Linked DNA regions of Oryctolagus cuniculus: region 2 is linked to region 1. Evidence: chromatin contacts called from public Micro-C data. All regions are on one chromosome and are shown on one strand. Each heading gives the region's core, a stretch centred on a gene start, on an enhancer-like site or on the middle of the called end of the contact. The rest is flanking DNA. Distances are from core to core; before and after follow the strand shown.

Region 1 (5,899 bases), core at 1,807-4,306:
AGAACAATGAAAACACAGGCAAAACACTTGAATAGTATTTTTCTAAGAAGATACACAAATGGCCAGCAAGCACATTAAAAGATGCCCAACGTCTTTAGTCACTAGGGGAATGCAAATCGATGCCACAATAAGCTACTGCTTCACTTCAACTAGGATGCCTATAGTAATACAAATAAACAAAACCCAGGCAATGACAAGTGTTGGTGAGGATGAGGAGAGATTAGGATTCTCAGGCACCGTTGGAGCAAATGTAAGATGGTACAGTTGCTGTGGAGAGCAACTTGGTAGTTCTCATTAAAGTAAACATAGATTCACCACTTGAGCCAGCAATTCCACTCTTGGGTATACATGCCAAAGGACTGAAAACAGTCCTGACACACATTACAATATAGATGAACCTTGAAAGCGTGAAGTGAAAAAGTCAAACATGGAAGGGCAAATACTATACACCTCCACTTGTATGGACGTCTAGAACAGGCTCGTCACTGAGGTGGAAAGGAGATACTAAGTTCCTAAGTACTTGGGGGGGGGGGGCAGGGAATGCGCGCTCAGATGTCTGTGAGCACGCTTCACAAAAGCCAAAACGTGGAAACAACCCAAGTGTCCCTCAACAGATGAATGGATAAGCAAAATGTGATCAAGCTTTAAGTTCATCTTGCTGACATTTTTGTTTTGGTCTCTTTAACTTATTACTTGGAGTTTTATTCAAATCATGTAGATTGGTATATATCAATTTCTTTTTACAGTTTGACTCACTCATGTTTTTTTTTTTTTTTTTTTTTTTTTTTTTTTTTTTTTTTTTTTTTGACAGGCAGAGTGGACAGTGAGAGAGAGAGAGACAGAGAGAAAGGTCTTCCTTTGCCGTTGGTTCACCCTCCAATGGCCGCCGCGGCCGGCGCGCTGCGGCCGGCGCACCGCACTGATCCGATGGCAGGAGCCAGGAGCCAGGTGCTTTTCCTGGTCTCCCATGGGGTGCAGGGCCCAAGCACCTGGGCCATCCTCCACTGCACTCCCTGGCCACAGCAGAGGGCTGGCCTGGAAGAGGGGCAACCGGGACAGAATCCGGTGCCCCGACCGGGACTAGAACCCGGTGTGCCGGCGCCGCTAGGCGGAGGATTTTAATCTGTTATTAGGTGCAAACAATCGAGAATTACATACTGCTGTGTACCTTAGTGTGTGTCTGTCAATCTAACCTTTTATCTTTACATATAACAACATCTGTGATAGTTTTATCTCTGTAATGATCTTTTTACCTTAAGACCTTTCTGTCTTATATTAATATAGTTACCTGAAGTTTCTTTTGGTTAATATCTGCCTAGTGTATCTTTCTTTATACTTCTTTTTTTTTTTTTTTTTTGACAGGCAGAGTGGACTGTGAGAGACAGAGAGACAGAGAGAAAGGTCTTCTTTTGCCGTTGGTTCACCCCCTCAATGGACGCCGCGGCCGGCGCTCTGCGCTGATCCGATGGCAGGAGCCAGGTGCTTCTCCTGGTCTCCCATGGGGTGCAGGGCCCAAGCACCTGGGCCATCCTCCACTGCACTCCCGGGCCTCAGCAGAGAGCTGGCCTGGAAGAGGGGCAACCAGGACAGAATCCAGCGCCCCGAGTGGGACTAGAACCTGGTGTGCCGGCGCCACTACGCGGAGGATTAGCCTAGTGAGCCGCGGCGCCGGCTCTTTATACTTCCTTAATCAATATATTTATCCTCTTCCCAATTAAAGGATATTCACATAAATCTCTTTTGTCAGCTTCTACTTATTATATATTTTACTATTACTATTTTATACAATGCACTTTTTAACAGTATCTACTCACTTATTTTCTTTGGTCAACATTCCATTTTCCTTCTTGGTATTCACTTTGTGATTATTTCTCCTTTATCTGAAGCATAACCTTTAGAATTTTCTTTAGTTGTGATCTACTGACAATAAATGCTGCAGTTTTAACTTTTTTGAAGATGTTTTCTGTTATTGAAAGATAGCTTTGCTAAGTATACAGTGTAAAACGATAACTGTTTTCACTCAAAGCCTGATTATTTTATTGTGCTTGGCTTCTACCATTCCCTAAATAATGAATATACTTACAGTATGGAATGTGTGGTGAAATCAAAAAGTGTTAATTGTTTCCAATCAAATATGGAGTCGGATTTACTACAGGAAGCACATGTCAACTAATGAGGATATGACAATATATGGTTTCTTATTAATTTAACAAACCCTCGATACTAAGTACCAAGGTGACAAGGACCAAGTCTGTTTCATTCTTTCTATTTATTTATTTATTTATTTTGACAGGCAGAGTTAGACAGTGAAAGAGAGAGAGAGAAAGGTCTTCCGTTGGTTCACCCCCCAAAATGGCCGCTAAGGCAGAACTGCGCCGACCTGAAGCCAGGAACCAGGTGCTTCCTCCTGACCTCCCATGCGGGTGCAGGGTCCAAGCACTTGGGCCATCCTCCACTGCCTTCCTGGGCCACAGCAGAGAGCTGGACTGGAAGAGGAGCAACCGGGACTAGAAACCGGTGTGCCAGCGCCGCAGGCGGAGGATTAGCCAAGTGAGCCGCGGTGCCAGCATGTTTCATTGCGCACTACATCTTCAGGGCCTTGCACGGTGCACACCATCAATATTTGCTGAATGAGGACCAGCAAGTACCAGGGCAAGATGGGCGTGACCCTCACCATGTGTTTCGTGGAGGAATCCCACCACCTCAGAGTAATAAAAGCATAAATCTGCAATCACACTGACACCAAGATGATAAAAATAACTACATAGTTGGGCTACTTACAGTGATTTCCCCATGCAACTTTCCTCATTAACTGACAAATACCACTTCCTCATTTCGCAGCAGTTCTTGAGGGCTTCTTGATTGGCTGCGCTTGTGTTGAGTAGATCCTGATCTCCTGGAATCCTCCCAATAACCCTATAGGCAGCTATTATTTCCTCATTCGCAGGCGAGGTAATTAATGGAAGTTATAAACAGTTCAGGTCACGTGCCCAGAGGTGCGTGTACTAAGTGACAGAGCCAAGAGCCATCTCAGGTGCACGGAGAGGCGGCTGAATACACGCAGGAAGGGGAGATTCTGGGACCGTTCTGGCCAGGGCTCCTTTGATCCAGTCCACATTCTCAATAAATGCCCAGAGGTGAAGCTAACTGATGCCCAGCGAGTTTGAAGACGACTCCAGAGAAAGGGCTAGACAAATCACCCCACCGCAACAGGCAAAATTTAATTATCGCAAGAGTCAGGAGAATGGGTTTCTGCTATTTCCTCTGGGAGCAACACTTAGATTTAACTCGAGAGGATTTAGCCAGAGCAGAATACATCCTCCTACAGTCCCCTACTTCCGCGTGCACCTGTCCGCCCGGGGCCACGTCCCTGCTGGAGCGTGTGAGCTGGAAGGGGCTGGAAATGGGCCGGCGACCATACAGCGCGCAGTCCTGGAGTTACGGAGCCGCCGCCAGCAAAAAGACCTTTCTTTGCTTCGGCGACACTGACGCGGGGACGGGCAAGCGAAGCCCGAGCCTTCGCCCTTCCCAGGCGGGCCCACGCCCCCTGGCGTGCGGGAGGCCGGCCGCACCGGGGCGAAGGCGCGGCGGATCCGTCTCCCAGCGACGGGAGCGGGAGGCCGAGAACACACACGCCCCGGGCCCGGCGGTCGCACCGCGCCGGGCGGCAGGCGGCCTCGCTGGCGTCCGTGCTGCCCGCCGGCATGAGCCGCTGGCCGGGGTGAGCCCGCGCGGGGGCGCCCGGGACCGGCGCTTTGCGGGGGCTGGAAGCGGGGTGGGGGCTGGGGGGAAATGGCCCGGGACGGCCGCGGGGAGCCGGGCCGGGGGCCTGTGTCACCTGCACCTGCGTCGTTGTGATGTGAAACCGCCGGCGCTCGGCGCCCCTCGCGGCAAAGGACGCTTCCGTCCCTCGCCTCACAGCCCTCGGGGGTGCAGCTATGAAGGCGCCGTGTCCAGAGGGGACACTGACGGCCACGCAGGCCGCTCGGGTGGGTGGGTGCCTGCTCGGCCTGGGAGCCGAGTCCCCCGCCAGGTGCGCCTGGGTCCCTGTGTGGGCTGTGGGACCCCCGGGGCAGGGCGGCGGGTGCCGACGGTCGCGGCTCTCCTGAGATTCGGCAGCCAGGGGCACCGAGTGGCTGCTCCGGGGCGCGCTTCCGTCCCCACGGGGTCGGTGAGAGGCATGCCTTTTATAGGACCCTGGTGAGCACGCACGGGGATAGCGCAGGCAAACCTGTCCCGGGCAGGGAGTGGGCGCTGCAGACGTGTCAGCAGTGCACACTCTTCCCGAACCTTTTTACCCTCACGTGAAAACCTTGTTTGGCAATGATTGTAGTCGCGGGAGAAGTTGTAAAATTACCACACAGGTCCCAGATGGGCTTCCCGCAGCTGCCTGGGGTTGTACCCTGTTACATCACCAGGGCTCCTTACTTAGGGAGCTTGCGAAGTCCCTTGAACGCAGACCTTACTTGGATTTCGTTAGTTCTTGCGTGTGTGTGTGTGTGTGTGTGTGTATTTTGGATGTCGAGATGTGTATACATCAAGATACAAAACTGTTCCGTCACCACGAACGAACCACTCCTGTTCCTGCTCCCCAACCCTCGGCTGCAACACATCTATTCCTGTTTCTACCGTTCTCGGGAGGATGCTAATTAGAATGGTTCAATACATAACATCCTGAGACAGGCTGTTTTTCACTCAGTGTAAAGTAGGTGAGCTCCATCCAAGCTGCGGGGTCTCAGCGGTCTGTTTTGTTTGTTTCCATTACCGAGTGGTGGTGGGGGCCTGGGTGGCCCGTGGAACAGGCTGGAGTGGTTCAGGGGCTTCTGCCTGCTACACATATAAAGCTGCTGTGACCCTTGGTGGCCAGGTCTTTGTCAGATGTGAGTTTTCTTTAGGATACATGTCCGGCAGTACTCTCTTGCATGGTTAAAGAAGGAAGTATCTGTGAAAAAGTGAACATTCAGAAAAGTGTATCAGTTTTATTTTGTGGGTCAAGCAAGGTTTTTCATGGGTGTGGTGATGTGTGAGAGGTAAGCAGAGTCGCTGAGCGGGGATGTGGAGCAGAGGACAGCTCTCCCCTTCCACTGGCTGCCTCCCTTACCTGCTGGAACACGGCTTCAAGGTGAGGAGGGGGACCAGATGTCCTCTGGGTGTTGTCCAGGGTTGCTGCCATTTCTGATGTCCCATGAGGCTTGCATTCGCTTCTGTCACATGTTCTCCTGCGTGAGTTGTTTTGACTGCGCTTAAACAAAACTGCAGGCTCTAAGATTTAATTTTCTCAAGTGCTTGATGTTTGAATTGCAAATGTGCAGAAAAGCAATTTGGGGATGATTTCCAATCATCCGGGCAGTTACTTGCTCATAGGTCGTGCTGAGTGGGTCATCTGTCTCCAGATTAGGTTTCAAGACCTTTCTGCCAGTTAGCTGTTTAGCAGTGAGAACAATTTTTAGTTAATGCTTTTATGTCCTTTCATGGAGATTTTCGTAATTTAGCTGTGTTAAGCCCTAAAGACACACACATACAGGTACACACGGCAAGCATGAAGTTTTTGGGACCCACTAGAGATCAGGCTGGAGTCTCTTCAAAATGGTTTTGCTTCTGGGTGCAACAAGGATTAAATTTGGTGCAAAGGAAGAAGAGGTTCAGGGAAAGAGACCAACACTCTGGAATTATCTGAGTCAGGCAGGCACAGTGATGGCTTCCATTTTCATGAGGATGCATGGATAAGGCCTTAAAACATAGTGCTTGGCAAACAAGAGAGAGACAGTCTCCTTGAAATAAATTAGGAATGCATGCACACAAAATGACAACCCAGAAGTGTCTGGGCTGGATGCAAACAAAGGCTACATTTCCAATCCATCACCATGACTTTGCCTGTGTAAGGGAGGGAAATGAGAGC
Region 2 (5,899 bases), core at 967-3,466, 70 kb before region 1:
CCACCCCTGTTGGTCTACTAGCATTTCAGAAAACTTGAGATTTTAGACTTTCTTTTTTTAAAGTATGAGAACATTTTTTTTTCTGCTTATAGAAGTAATTTATTTCTGTTGTTAAAAAATGGAAACAGTGCAGAAAACAACAGAAAAGAATGGAAGACACTCCTAATCCTAACCCACAGAGGTAAATGCCATTGAACACTGAGTCTGGAGGCTTAGAAATTGGAGGAAGCTTATAAGATTAAAATCTTAAACCAGCCCTAGTTCACCATCTTCATGTCTGCATTTGATCTGATAGTCCTGTCCATATACAGACATATTTTGCATCAGTGTGTTTTTTTTTTTTAATTTAAGATTTATTTATTTACTTGAGAGGCAGAGTTACAGAGACAGAGGGAGAGGAAGAGACAGAGAGAGGTCCTCATCTGCCTGTTCACTCCCCAAATGGCCACAATGGCCAGAGCTGGGCTGATCAAAGCCAGGAGCTTCTTCCAGATCTCCCACATGGGTGCAGAGGCCCCAGCACTTGGGCCATCTTCCACTGCTTTCCTTGGCCACAAGCAAAGAACTGGATTAGAAATGGAGCAGCCGGGACTTGAACCGGTGCCCCCATGGGATACTAGCACTGCAGATGGTTGCCCAACCTGCTACACCACAGTGCCAGCCCCCATCAGTGGTTTTTTCCATTTAACTTAGCCCATGAAGTATGTTTCTGATTTCTACTTAGTCTTTTCATTTTAAGGGTTGTTTTCTACTCTAAGTTATAAGTTATCATAATTTTCTAAGGCATTCTTTTCCTGTTGAACTTTCTATTCCTTTCCAGTTTTATGCTAACTCCCTGTGGTTTCAACCTAAACTGGATTATACGCGGGGCTGGAGAGGGATCCAGACTAAAGACTTTCCCCTTCACAGCTGCTAGGTTGTTGACATCTCAGCAGACTCCTGGAAGTCTTTTTTAATTCACACACTGCACTGGATTCTTCTCAACCCCAACCGGAAGTAGTAAAAACCAAGTTCACAGCCACCATTTATGCAGCACCTCGAGTAACGATATGTCCTGAGATAAGTACTCAGCCCGAACCTCACTTCATGCTTGTCATAATCCTAATGAGCCCCTTGTAAAGCACCTCCTCCCTGTGTGAGCACAGGCAGTGCAGTCCAATGGCTGGGAGAGTTAGACTGAAACCAGACTCTGAAAGGATTCCTGCAAAGGGGGGCGGGCTGTAAGATCTCCAAGTGTCTCAGTGTTAAGCAAACAGAGAGGAAGGAGGCGGAAGGTTGGGAGCATGGGCAGGAGGGAGGAGGAGGAGGGAAGTATCTATGTTCCTAAATCTGTATACAAGAAATACATGAAATTTGTATACATTCAATTAAAAAAATAAAATGACAAAAAACAAAAAAAGAATGTATCTTATCAATACTTCAAAATTAAAGTTATTATTAGACTAAAAAAAAAAAAGAGTTTCTGTTTTCTGGGGAGGAGTGAACAAGCTGGAAAGAGCAGGTGTGGGCAGGGCCATAGAGGGGACCCCGAGGCAGGCCTGTGCCGAGGGCAGGGCATCTGCCGACGAGCACCCCAGTGCAGACTTCAGACTGGGGAAGGACTGGACACTTCACTTACTAAAGAAAATCAAGTCAGGTTGATGGACACCAAGGCAACCAGCAAGGGTGAGCGAACACGTGGTTTACCTGGCCTGGTTGGCCTCCAGCTCTGAGGCAGCTTTAGTCCAAAGACAGACGGAAGAGTTTCTAGGTAGCAGGGCAGAACCCTTTCCAGAAGGCGGGTGAGCCCGCTGTGCTGACACGGTCAGCAGTCCCACTTGAACCTGTTCCGCCAACTTTCAGCATCAAAATGAGCGTTCAGTAGATAATCGTTTAGTCGAATTAGGAGACTCCTTAACTACACAGAGCAAAAGCAGACTACCAGAACAGCAACAGCAGGGGGACAGCGTGCCAGTCACAGCAGATGGCAGACTGTGTTACAGCCTCGGGCTCCCCCACAGTCTGCCTGCACCCCCACGGCAGCCTCGGGCTCCCCCAGTCTGCCTGTACCCCCACGGCAGTTCTCCAGCCGAGTCGACTGTGTCCAGACTCCTTCTTAGATACCCCTTAGAGTTCATTCAACTCTTGCCCCCAAGAGTTGCTGGCTGCTTCTTAATCCTGAATGTGTCTCCCTCCCTCCAGCCCACACGGTTGGATGCTCCCAGGGAACACTCAGTACATCCCAGAGCAGACTGTGGGGTGTGTGTGTGTATACGAGAGGGAGAGGGAGAACAGAGGGAAGTTGTAAATACAGCTGCCAGCATTGCTAAAACAGTTGCATCTTTATTTTAATCTCCTGTCAGCTCAGAGGACAATGACCATTATTAGCGCAGCAGCTGTGATTTCCTCTAAGTCTGCTGGAGTCCCAGGGCCTCTGTGGACATCACTCCAGTCTCTACACTGACTGTGCAACATAAGAATCTGCATTTTGGGGGCAGGTGTTTGGTGCGCTCGTTAAGATGCTGCTTGGGACGCCTGCATCTCATATTGGAGGACCTGGTTCAAGTCCCCACTCTGCTTCTGATCCAGCTTCCTGTAATGCAGACCCTGAGAGGCAGCCACGATGGCTCAAGTAGTTAGATCCCTGCCACCCACAGGGAAGACCTAGACTGAGCTCCAGGCTCCTGGCTTTGGCCTGGTCCAGCCCTGGCTGTTGTGGGCAGTTCGGGGAGTGAACCAGTGGATGTGAAATCTCTCTTTGTTACGTCTGTTTCTTTGCCTTACAAAAAAATAAAATATATAAACAATTACTAGTTTTAACAAAGAATTCCCATCTGCAGGTAAAGTGGTGGCACCAGCTTGCCCAAGCCACAAAGCTAAGTAAGTTCAATCAATTCCAACCAAGTCCAGGTGCCACCCACTGCTCCCCAGGGGAGATTCACTAGGTTTTCCAAATAAAAACACAAGATGCCCGTTACATGTGAGTTTCAGATAAACAACTTTTTAACATACCTGTGTCCCCAATACTGCCTGGGCTATGTCAAAAATGCTTTGAATTTTACGAGATGCACGTGGAAGGATTTAGGGTCAAAGTGATATAAAGTCGGCAACTTATACTCAAATGATCAGAGAGCATTTCAGAGAGAGATGCAGTAGCTATGGCACGGTGTTACTAAGAAATCAAAGTGAATCCGAATATCACAGAGACACATTCCTACTAAAATAGTATTTGCTGTTTGTCTGATTCAAGTGTGCCTGGTGCCCTGTACTTCTCTGACAAGCCCAGCCTCAAGGGACAGCCAAGCGGAAGCAAAACACCGAGCTGGACTCTGACCCCTTGTGGACTTCCTGGGCAGCTGTGTGAGGTCATGGTCAGCTCCTGGTCAGGAACCTGAGAAAAGGGAGAACTCCAGAGCTTCCGAAGGGTGACTGCTCAGCGCAGGTACGCCAATGCCCCCAAAGGTGCTCCCGAGTCCCACGCCATAGGATGGCTGGGGAGAGACCGCCAGTCTCCTTGCTCTTCTAATTTCTGTCCCCCAGACACAGTGCGTTCAAGCGTGTACTGCCCGAGCCTGAGCTGCAAAGGCAGGCTTAGAAACCAGCAAATCAAAACCTCAGGCCTAGAGAACGCCTGGCACAGGAAGTCATGCATTCTGCCAGATACAAGGAGCCAGTAGCCCCAGTCAAAGGAGCTCTTTGCCTTCTGAGCATAAAGCCATGGCTGGGAACAACAGACCCCTCGCTGAGGGCTCACGGGGGTGCTGGCAGCCACCAGCCCAACCTTGTCATCAGCTGAGCTGCGTTGCTTCCACTAGAGCACAGATCACTCTAAGGGCCCCAGTCAATTCCACAATGTGACTGTAGGTAGTGTTCATTAATTGTGGGCAAGCAGAACATGATGACTTTTTTCCCGACACAATACTGTGATTCTACCACTAAAACAAATGATGGAAGGATTAGCAAATGATGTGGCGAATCTGCGGTACCAACAGTTAAATGAATAATCTGGACAGAACAGCTCACTCTTCAATCAGCTCACATGGATATCCTGAGAGCTTTCTCTGGGCCCCAAAGGCATAGGCCCTGACCTTGAGAAGAAACTTAGCTAAGGACACCAGAGTCACATAGATTCACGAGCAAGAAAATATCATTGTTGCCTAAGGCAAAAATACTTGCATCTCATAGTAAATTATCAGTCTCCAGAAATTTCTATATTCACACTAGATTTAGAAAAGACCTCCAAAATGACAAATAGTCTACAAATGTGCAGCAAAAAGTCAAGCATTGCTTCCAACCTGTGCTCACACGGGAGGCTACTGAGTTGTTACCTTCAACAGGTAAATGTTACTCTGCTCTCTCCCTGCTCGGCCTACCTTGTGTATAGCAAACTTGGAAACAAAGGAAAGGAAATGAAACACCCCCAAAATCCACACCAGGACCATTAGTACATAGGTTTATTTCCTCTGGTGTCGCTCCCCCTCTTCGTGGGGGAACGACACTGAACCCTGCGCTGTTCTTTCGTCTGCTCGGCCCTCCCCGGGTTTGCTGCTGGTTCTTCCCGGGTTGGCTACTATCCCTTCCACCTCCGTGGAAGGGCAGTTCCCCCTGGCCGCATTCCCCACTTCCGCAGGGGAGCGGCACACCGCCGGCCGGGTCTCTCGGGGGCTGCACGGGTTCCCTTAGATGTTCCCCATAGATGTTTCTGGTGCATGCCGTCTCTCTCCTCCTTTATAGTCCTCCTCCGCCAATCCCAACTCGGCTGAGTACGCTGCTCTCCAATCAGGAGCAAGTCCTACAGTTAATTGGTTGAACTGGAGGCAGCTGTGCGGAAGCTGTTTACTTCTCTCCCAGCGCCATATTGTGGGAGAGCAGATGCATAGAATAAGTCTTAATTCCAGTAACAGTCTAGTCCGGTTTGCTCCCCACAGATCCCCCTTTCTTTTTATTTTTGGCGTTGATACGCGCCTGTCTTCGGTGTCCCGCGGAACACACTCTGCTCTACTTGCTAGAGTTGCCACAGGCTCTTACAAGTCCTATCAATCAGGAAAACCGAATCCGGGTCCTCTCTTCGCCATTGTGAGGAGGTTTTTAGGCGCTGATGCATGCCTGTGTTCGGTGCCCTGCAGCGCATGCTCTGCTCTGCCTGCAGGGGACTTACAAAACCTATCAGGCAAACCGAATCCAAGCCTTCTCATTGCCTTATTGTGGGGGAGACTTATTAGTGTTGGTTCGTGCCTATCTTCGGTGACCTGCAGCTCATAAGCTGCTAGCTGCCCGCAGGTGCTCATCGCCTCACTTGATTAGGCAGACCGAATCCAAGCCTTCTAATTGGCATGTTGAGGGGAGGCCTTATTTTTCTCTATTTCTCTATCTCCGGGCATTTCTATTTCTCCCATTTTACTTCTGTCTGCCAACATTCCTATTTCTCTTTTACTTCACTTCCAAACTTCTGTTTCTCTTATCCCTGCGGCTTTCCGGCACCTCGCCCCGCCGGCGGGTTCCCGGCTCTGCGCCGCTTCAGCCCGCGCGCCTCTCTGCGCGGCTTCCCGGCTTTGCGCGGTCCGCGGTCTCCACGCTTAACCCTTTCGCGTCTGAACCACGGCCTACGCCAGCGTTCCCTTATCTATTCACGCCCCGTGCTCTCTCTGCACGCGGCGGCTTCCGCGAGTAACACAGCGTAGCTTGCGTCTCCACCACTAGGATTCAATCTAAGTTCCCCGGGCTAGCCTGGCGAATTCAACCCAGCGTACGTCTCCGCCCCACGGTTTGGCTTCCCGTCCTTTGCTCCCCGGGCTAATCAGACGGATCCCAACCTGGCTTACGTCTCAGCTTCTAGTTTCAACTTTTCGCCCCCTATTCCCGGGCTAACTTGAGAACCCCAAAGTGGCTTTCGTTTCCGCCTCGGCCTGCCCCCCGCGGC

What was found. Hi-C and Micro-C count contacts between places; a contact is called where the count stands out from the background.
Region 2: a contact with region 1 is called in a Micro-C map of ear pinna, with 2.7 times the contacts expected there. The contact joins the enhancer-like site here to the promoter of FAM47E in region 1. A contact is called at or near these places in 2 of 6 Hi-C or Micro-C datasets (ear pinna and an unstated tissue).

What each region holds. Positions count from the first base shown.
Region 1 is chr8:89,636,825-89,642,723 of mOryCun1.1, reverse strand. FAM47E (family with sequence similarity 47 member E) reads left to right here and starts at 3,056. Exons shown (of 8, transcript XM_051819670.2): 1 at 3,056-3,721. The coding sequence starts at 3,245.
Region 2 is chr8:89,706,313-89,712,211 of mOryCun1.1, reverse strand. All of the region lies in intron 1 of SCARB2 (scavenger receptor class B member 2), which reads right to left. Among named protein-coding and RNA genes, the nearest start is that of SCARB2, 20 kb to the right of the region's middle. Within about 2 kb of position 2,216, at least 2 of the 8 cell types and tissues checked have an H3K27ac peak or open chromatin away from gene starts, as enhancers often do.